Regions from separate parts of the Macaca mulatta genome. Here region 2 is linked to region 1. A link is a contact called in public Hi-C data. All regions are on one chromosome and are shown on one strand. Each heading gives the region's core, a stretch centred on a gene start, on an enhancer-like site or on the middle of the called end of the contact. The rest is flanking DNA. Distances are from core to core; before and after follow the strand shown. Region 1 holds the start of PDGFRA (platelet derived growth factor receptor alpha). Region 2 overlaps LOC114678344 (a long non-coding RNA gene).

The links. Hi-C and Micro-C count contacts between places; a contact is called where the count stands out from the background.
Region 2: a Hi-C map of fibroblasts shows a contact between it and region 1, with 5 times the contacts expected there. The contact joins the enhancer-like site here to the promoter of PDGFRA in region 1. A contact is called at or near these places in 6 of 14 Hi-C or Micro-C datasets (CD4 T cells, blood, fetal cortex germinal zone and 2 more).

The regions. Positions count from the first base shown.
Region 1 is chr5:79,263,327-79,268,083 of T2T-MMU8v2.0, forward strand. PDGFRA (platelet derived growth factor receptor alpha) reads right to left here and starts at 3,157. Exons shown (of 23, transcript XM_015138691.3): 1 at 2,988-3,157.
Region 2 is chr5:79,596,686-79,601,003 of T2T-MMU8v2.0, forward strand. It overlaps LOC114678344 (a long non-coding RNA gene), which reads left to right. Exons shown (of 3, transcript XR_003729699.2): 3 at 1-1,790. Among named protein-coding and RNA genes, the nearest start is that of CHIC2, 160 kb to the left of the region's middle. Within about 2 kb of position 2,611, at least 3 of the 40 cell types and tissues checked have an H3K27ac peak or open chromatin away from gene starts, as enhancers often do.

The DNA.
Region 1 (4,757 bases), core at 1,907-4,406:
GCTCACTGATCAGTTTAAAACAAAAGGAAATGCCGCCGAGCCACTTCAGCAAACGACAACCATCTGGCAGAAACTGAACTAGGGCGAAGTTGGGAGATGCCATTTGCCCCGATCCTGTATCTTGCGCCCCAGGCGAGACCGAAAGATTATCTGCCGCCCCAAGGCTGATGCTGCGGTGGACCCGGCGAGTTAGACCAGGGGGACCCTGAGACCCACACCTTTCGGTCACTGATCAGGCTTTTAGCTCTTTTCCTAGAATTGCCACTTTTCCACCAGCAACGTATAACCTGGTCGCAGCTCCCCGGAGGTCAGAGGGAGTCCTTCCCTGCGGGGTCTGCAGGAAGGCGCTGGCCACCACGTCCCCAAAATGCGTCCTGCCGCTGCGCGCCGCCCACGGTCTGTCCCCAGGAGGCACAAAATGGGCCCGCCTCGGCGCCAGACGTGTTTGCAGCTGGAAAGCCCAGCCCAATGCCCCTCCCCCTGCATCCCTCCTCAGTCCGCGTCCCGAGAGGAAACTGGCCCAGGGGCGGAGAGCTGGGAGCCTGGGCTCTCCTTCAAGTCCCTCTCGATCTACGGATTTAAACAAGAGCCAGGGCACCGGGGGCTAACGACGGGTTCATTCTTGGCGTCCCCCCACTCTCGTTCCTCCTCACTCTTGTGAACGAGGTCCAGCTGCACTTGGCTCAACCCAAAACTGTGCAAGCTCCGAAGTAGGGCCTGACCTGTGCGTCAAAGCGAGGCTGCTCGGCCTCGCGCCTGTCGGGAAGGCGAGGCAGGGCCTCCTCATAGTGAGGATTGTGGAAAGGAGGAGGCCGAGGAGAGAGGGAGAAGAGGGAGGGGATGCAATTCGGCAGTGCGGGGGTCCAGATTGACCAGATTAGGGGTCGGGGGTGGGACAGCGCGGCGGCTGGTGAGGTGCGCACGCCCGGGACCCCTTCCTCCCCTTCTGTGGCTGCGGGATGTTTGTTGGGTGAGATGCACTGCGGAGGATTGTCGTGCCTCGTTTGCCCTGGATGCCTCTCCCTGCTCCAAAAATCTGTCTAGTTCTGGTCAGGAGCGACCGCGGCGAGGCGAGTCGGTCCAAAACATTGAGCAATTCGGCCTCGGAGCCAAAAAGCCATTTCCCACACCGCCCAGCCCGGGGCTTTTCGGACGTGGGGCGGTCGGGACCTGATAGGGGTCCCATCCATGCTTGCCTCCCACCCAGGGAGATGGAGTGAGTGGCAAGTTCTTCCAGGCACTCTTTGCGCACATCCTGAGGTCTTAGCAGAACTGGGGGAGCGAAGTGCGGGACCGGCCCTCTGGCTGCAGGAGGGATGCACAACGGACAGCCGGCCTGGGCAGCAAGTCCCTCCCGACCAAGACTCGAGGCCAGGTCACCGACAGTTCCCGCACACCTGGCCCGGCCCCGGCTCCTGGCTTCCTCCCGCAACCGGACTGGGGTCGGGCCACACTCCTTGTCGCTCCGAACTGGCCGTCACCCTCTCGGAATAGAACAGCTGATCCCACATATTCAGAGTCAAACGGACGCAGCCCGCTCCCCGGACGCAGCCGGGCGGAGCTAATCGTGTATAAACCTTGTTTCCATGGGGGTAGACAGCAGAGGAAGGAGAAGTACGCACAGACGGCTCTGAACCCGGCAGGGAGAAGAATGGAGAAAAAGGGCGACTAGAGAGGACCGAGCAGCGCTGGGCGAGCGCAGACGGCAAGTGCCGTGCACCCCCGCGCGGAGAGGGGCGCCGGGTAGGGGGTGCCCAGGGCTCAGTTGCCCGGAGGGAGAATGTGGTTTACCTCCCACCTTTCTCTTACCTGCAAACAAATTTCCCCAGTTCCAAGTGGTCCCTAACTTACAAGAAGTTCGACACTTTCCTGGAGACCTTTCCTCTCTTCCTGCCTGAGGCCAGAACTGAGCGGCAGCAGAGCCCCGGGCAATGCAGAAACGGTTCCACCGAGGAGGGGGCGCAGGGAGACGGGCGGGGGCGGGGGCCACGGCGCACAATGAGGACCCCTTGGTGTGCGGTTCGAAATTCCTCAAATCCCAGTTGCTGGAATGCGAGGCGACATCGACTTCTTCACTCAGGGCCAAATGTGTTTGTCATTATTCCAGACCGCCCGCCCGCGCCGCCGCTGTCGCCCCCGCGCTAGGGCGTGCAACCCGAGCGTACAGCCGAGCAGGCACCCGCTCTCCCTAGCACCTCACTGACCCGACAAACCCCTCCAGAGCGCCCCAAACCCTTGCCCACGCCCGCGCCCCTCTGCTTGTCCCGCAGCCGCGTCACCGCTGCGCCAAATCTGGCCCGGACTCTCACCCAGAGCAGCGCCGTCCAGTAATTACGCGCATTCGACCGGCTCCATGTGCTGCAGGCCAGCACGGAGGTCCGGTCTCCAGCCGAGCCCTGCCCGCCTCCTGCGACCAGCAACCCCTTCCCGCGCCCCCCTCCGCGCTCCCCTCTCCCCACCTCCCCTGGTCCCCCAGCCGCGCTCCACACCACGGGCTGCAGCGCTGTCCCGCCAAACCGCAGGCGAGGAATGAAAACACTCATTTAAAACCTGTCGCCTTCCAGGACCCACTGCCAAGAAGAGGGCAAACACCTCTGCCTCCACCCCCAGTTCCTTGGTGTTCGGCCCAGTATTCATGAACACCACCCCCACTCCCAAAAGAAACCTCAAAAATGTAAGCCTAAACAATTTCTTTGGGAGGCCATAGGGTTGTTAGAAAAACATTGTTTTTTAAAAATAGGTCTGGAAAATGTGTGTTTAAAAAAAAATCCCTAGACTTTCTAATTCTATGGTTATCTCCCACCCATCCCCAAGTGAAGTTTATTCCGAAAAAAAAAAAAAAATTCCTCTCTGGACACACATTTGGAATCCAGCTCCATTTTTTTTTCTTGTCGCCCAAAGTTTGAAGTTACTTCCCTTTCTCCAGTCCCAGAGTCTGATCAGGGACTTCTCTTATAAACAAAAAATCATTTTTTCTTCTTCCTTACCTTCTCCTATGTTATTCCGCAATGAATGTCCCACACATGGAGTAAAGAGTGTGTCCACGGCCTCCAATGATCTGTTGTAGTCTCCTCCTCTGTTTCTCTCCCTGTAGCTCCAACAGTAACGGGCTCAAAAACCGCGTTTTGTAATTGATTCAATGTTATAGTCCATCCTTCTAAAACTAATCATTTGCTCTAAGTAAATAGCTGTCAGGAAATAAGCCCCCCCCCGAACCTTGGTCTCTTCAAAATAAAAGTTTCGCTCAAACTCCCCTGCGCTCTGAAGCTCCCAGTCTCCAGATTGCGCCTTCGCTTTTTGCTCTTACGCAATCAGGGGGTCCAGTCCCAACCCCCAGACTTCGACAACAACTGGGGGGGCGGGGAGAAGCCGACCAGATGGGATGGGGGGGTGGAAGGGGGAGGTGTTGGTGCTCTGCCGGGAAAGCGGTTTTGTGAAACTACAAACAGCCCATCATTTCCAGAATGAGTTTGCCTCCCCATTTTGGGGTTATTTTCTTAGACTGCTATAGTTTTGTGTTCTCTTTGAAAACAAGAAAAGGAACATACAAAATTGCATTTAATACCCAGAGAGAATATAAATCTAGAATCAAGAAACGTCCCTTCTACAAACTCGGCCCAACTAGAAATAGGGCCCTCGGGAGAAATCTCCAAGCGGTTGCGCGGTTTTGAACTAAGGGTCTTTTAGGGGAAGGGCTAAGGGCTATATAGTTGCTAGTTCTTTAACGGGATTAGGCAAACTGTTGAGTCCAATATGACAACGATGAGTTTTTGTTTTGTGTGTGGGGTGGGTGTGTGTGTGTGTGTGTGTGCAAGACTGGGTGGAGTCTGAAATAGGGTACAAAGAAAAGAGGGTCTGTGTAGGTTTGGAACATTCTCCGATAGAACGACCTTTACTCCCTTTAAGTCACTTATCTGGTCGTGCCTTTGTTTTGGGGGTTATCTGGGCGAGGTTGCCCTGGCTTCTAACTCGCATACAAAAAAGTTCAAGCTTGGGCGTTTGGGGAATCGTCCCGCCGCCTCCGCATCGTGGGAGAGGGTGCCTTTTGATTCTCCCTCCGTTCCCTCCCGCCGAGTGGGTCGAACCCTACGAATGCTTCGGAGTTGACAGCTGAGCCCCAAACCCTGCGCCCAAGGCGCGAGGCCAGTGTCGGGAGGAAACGATCCTGCCGGCGAGGGAAAGGGGGCGCTGATGCTCCAGAAACCAGACCTGGGCAGAGTGGGGCTTCCCAGCGACAGCGGGGGATGGGAGCGCGTTCACCTTTCTCGCTCTCTGATTTTTGAATTCTCTTGTTGGGGTTGGGGGTCATCCTTCATCCTTCTCCCTCAACCCCACCCCCACACAAGCACTCTGAAAATGGCCAAGGTGGCCAGGTTGGGACTGGCACGTCCAACAGCCGTCTCCTCCTTCACCAGGAGTGGACACAGTGCAGTGGACAGAGGAGAGTCACAGAGAAGTACTCCAACGGGCGCGGTGCTGTGTCTAATTAGGACAGGATCTTGGGGTATCAGCCTCGGAAATAGGGCGCCTGGGGCTGCGCTGGGGGCCCCATTGCCCCAGCTCTTCTACGCGACCTGCTCTCGTGCATCTTCAGCTCGGGTGACTGCACAGCTCGCTATTACTTCCACATGTTCCTTCAGGAAATCATTGAAGGCAAATATATGAACAGCCCCTTGTTCGGAATGCTAACAGGATACCGTAATGTTTGTAGAAAATGAGCGGGACAAACGATTCCCCCCAAAAATCAGAGTGCGGAA
Region 2 (4,318 bases), core at 1,361-3,860, 330 kb after region 1:
ATAGGAATTATCCATTTGTAAAGCAAATAAGAATTCTCTTTCTCTCCCTCTGGGACTAATTCAGGTTTCATGGCAATCCTTGCTTTTTTTTTTTTTTTTTTTTTTTTTTGAGACAGGGTCTCACTCTGTCACCCAGTCTGGAGTGCAGTGGTGCGATCTTGGCTCACTGCAACCTCTGCCTCCCAGGTTCAAGCGATTCTCCTGTTTCAGCCTCCCGAGTAGCTGGGACTACAGGTATGTGCTAACACACCCAGCTAATTTTTGTATTTTTACTGAGATGGGATTTAATAATGTGGCGCAGGCTGGTCTCAAACTCCTGACCTCAAGTGATCCACCTGCCTCAGACTCCCAAAGTGCTGGGATCACAGCCATGAGCTACCACACCTGGCCCAATGCTTGTTTTTATTTTGGGCATTTAAAAGCCATTGTATATCAGTATCAAGACAAGTGGAAACCAAACAAGATCCAAGAAAACCACATTCCTAAACCAACAGCACAGCACCTGGAAGAGAGATGGCAAATGGTGTTAGACTGTGATTTGGGATGTCAAGATGGGCTTCCAGAATGATGGTCTTCAAGCATGATGGTCTTCAAGCATCAGCCAGGTATACCTTGATTTGGAATGTGACCTTCTTCTAACCTTTCTGTGAGCACCAGTCCTGGTTTTCAGCAATTCCTTGGACATCTCCCCATCTATATTTTGTAGAAGTATCCAAGTCAACACACTCAAGGCCGAACTCCTGAGTTTCTTACCCCACCCAGCATCTCAGCCTTCCCTTTGTGCTTTTATGAATGACTTTTTCAGTCTCCCCTCGCTCTACCTTTGCTTTTCAAGATTCACTTTGTTGACAAAACACTTTGAAACACTGTGCATCTTACACTTGTACCTGTCTTTCCTTTTGGGTTGTGTCTACCACAAAACTTCGTTACATCTGTTTAAGCATTAACAGCGCCTTCCCTGGCCTCCTCATTTCTGCTTTCCCCTTGAATTTGCTCCACATCTTCGTGGCAGACCAATTTTCCTAAAATTAACTCCCGTCATGTTCCTGCTTGCCACAAAAACCTCTGATGCTTTCCTATTGTTGCCTTGGGAATCAAGTCCACTGGTCTGATGTTGAAGCTCTCTGCAGACTTTCACTGGCATTTCCAGCCTTTTATTTCCTCTCTTCCCTTTGCGAGTGTAAGCACGCAAAGCTCACTGGGCCCACACCCTCCTACCTCTTTGCCTTTGTTCAGCTTCACCATCTCGCTGCCTCTGAAAACCCACCTTTTTTTTTTTTTGAGACAGAGTTTTGCTCTTGTTGCCCAGGCTGGAGTGCAATGGCACAGTCTTGGCTCACCACAACCTCCGCCTCCTGGGTTTAAGGGATTCTCTTGCCTCAGCCTCCTGAGTAGCTGGGATTACAGGCATGCGCCACTACCCCCAACTAATTTTGTATTTTTAGTAGAGACGGGATTTCTCTATGCTGGTCAGGCTGGTCTCGAACTCCCGACCTCGGGTGACTCCCCCTAGAGCTCCCAAAGTGCTGGGATTACAGGCGAGAGCCACCGCACCCCACTAGAAACCCACCTATTCTATGAACCCAACTCCACAGCTCTCTCTTTCGTGAGGTTTCCCTCAGTTCTCCACTCCTGATGAATACAATCTCTTCTTTCGCAATTTATAATTTTCTTCTAAGCCAACCTCGATCGTGCCTTGTATTTTGGTTGTTGATGTATTACGGTTACTGACAAGGTTCTGCTTTGTCTGATTCTTATTTGATCCTTAGTTTATTAAAAGCTAGAACTGTGTCCTTTTCACTTTTGCATGTTTAACAACAGAGCCTTATATATCCCAGGAGCTCAAAAATATGTATAGGACAACGGGAATTACAAAGGAATTAAAGAGTCTTTCACTATTAAAAGATGACACTAGATATCTATAACTAAGAATAGATAGATACCTGGGAAAAATGTGTGCCTTTTGAGTGCTGAGGCTGCAATCCTTTATTGGGTACAATGACAAGTCCACATAAGCTTTTCCCAAAGAATGTGGGTCAAGTTTGACCCAATATGATGGCATCCAGGGAAGGGGATAAGACTCCCTTGCTAGGACCTACATTTTTTGTGTGTACAGGGCGTACATGGATTCTATTTTGAAATGACTAAAAATTCTCTAACTATCTCCAAGAGGGAAGTGTGTCTTCCCCTCTCCACATACTGATGATATCTGAGCACAAGGAGAAGCTGCTGGCAAATGTAGAAAGCTGGTCCTCATCTGCAAAAATGAGTGCTTTGAACTAAATAAACCTTATAACCGGTTATAGTCTGAGATATATTACATATTCCATTATTTTCCTGGAGCGGTTTAGCCGATCATACTGAAAAACAAAAACTAAACCCAAAAACTCACCAATGGTTAAGCTTTTGTCTAGGGAAAAAAGTGACTTTTACAAACGCACTGCTTATTTTGTGGTGACTGCAGAGCCCAATATCTAATCTGCTTCCCCACTTCCTGTGTTATGAAATGCTGGACATAGTTTTCTCTTGGCTCAGTTGCAATTTGATAAAGCGCGAAGAGCTGAGATGAAAGACATAGTGAACACTGCCCTCTTTTGTCCACCCTGGGTTTCTGCCACTTCTCTTCCGTAAGAGTGTATCAGGCAGACAAGAGTTAAAGTCGTGCTAGTTAAGTAAACCTTGGTGTGTAATTCCATTTCAGTTGTTCTCTGCATGACTCCGGGGTTTCAGCAGTGTGGAACATCTTTATTTTGGTGTCATAAACATTTCAGCTTACCCAAGCCTGCCACTTTGCGCCAGAAACCATTTAATGATGGTTGTTCGGTGCTGACCCCAAAAAAGTGGGTGTAAAGCAGAAAAGAGGCTCTATTGTCTGAGGTTTTCCTGCTCCATTTGGATTACCAGGGAGTTAAAGATAAAACCCCAGGCAGAAAGCTACATGTCAGCAGTAAGGGGAACAAGATTACCTCTCACGTTTACTCATTTAGAAGAGAAGGCTTTTTGTCTTAGTACTTTGAGAAATTCTTCTTAAATAATCTGGTTATGACTCTCTTGTGTGTTGTGTGAGATACGCAGGAAGGAGCTTTATAAAGGAAATATAGCGCCACATTGCTTAAATTTATTGAAGCAACCCTAGCAAGAGAAGTGCATTTCTGTTTGTGGAACAACTTCAATTTTTCATAGGTATAAATAGAAATTAAAAATTAATATGGGCTGGGTGCAGTGGCTCATGCCTGTAATCCTAGCACTTTGGGAGGGCAAGGCGGTTGATCATCTAAGGTCAGGAGTTTGAGACCAGCCTGGCGAACATGGTGAAATCCCATCTCTACTGAAAATACAAAAATTAGCCAGACATGGTGGCAGGTGCCTGTAATCCAGCTATGCAGGAGGCTGAGGCAGGAGAATCAGTTGAACCTGGGAGGTGGAGGTTGCAGTGAGCCGAGATCACGCCACTGCACACCAACCTGGGAAACAGAACAAGAAAAATTAAGAAGAATTAATTTAAGAAAATAGTTTGGGGTCTGCTTCCTATAATTTTGTTCTTAAACTTTAGCCCAATGGCAGCAACTTTATGTCCTTTCTCTTCCAGGACAGTTCTAGGGACGAATGTTCAGCTCCACTGTGCCTACCAGGGAATTGTACTTTACAGAACGTGTATTTTGATTGGCAGCTTGAAAAACATGGTTAAAGTCGTGATCAGCACGAATGGAACAGTCAGGAAATGGGTCCCAGGGAACTTTTCCATTCCCACTACTCTTTGAAAAACCCTGCAAAGATGCTATTGCAAATTTCTATCTCATCAAACCAGGGATATTACCTTTATAAAAAGAATGCAAGGACACGTAATTCATGATCTCCTCTCACCAACGACAGATGTCTAAGTTATCTAAAGTATATTTAAGAGTAAGAAAATATCTGTCAAAGAAGAAAGTCAAGAAACGAATCTGTTTAGTTGTTTTCTTCCTGCTAAGAGCCTCTGGTGGAGCATTTACAGTGGCTTATGCTCATGTGTGTAGGATCGGCCAAATACAAGTGGAAAATTATTAGCCAGGCAGTAGTCAGAATGCTCATCCATTCAAGAGCTTCCATTCAGATATATGGAGCTGAAATCTGAAACTGAGGGCTCTGTCCTAACTTTAGCGACTTAATTGCATACAGCTCCATAGTGGCCTGATTAGGAATGGTTGGTGTCTTGAAATATTTTGAAAATACTGATACCAAAAGATTTTATTCTGAAAAATTATTATCCAATGAGGAAAACAAAAAGGAAACAATTACAGGAAAGTCTACAGTCTCTGAGGATTGATGCTAGAGCACA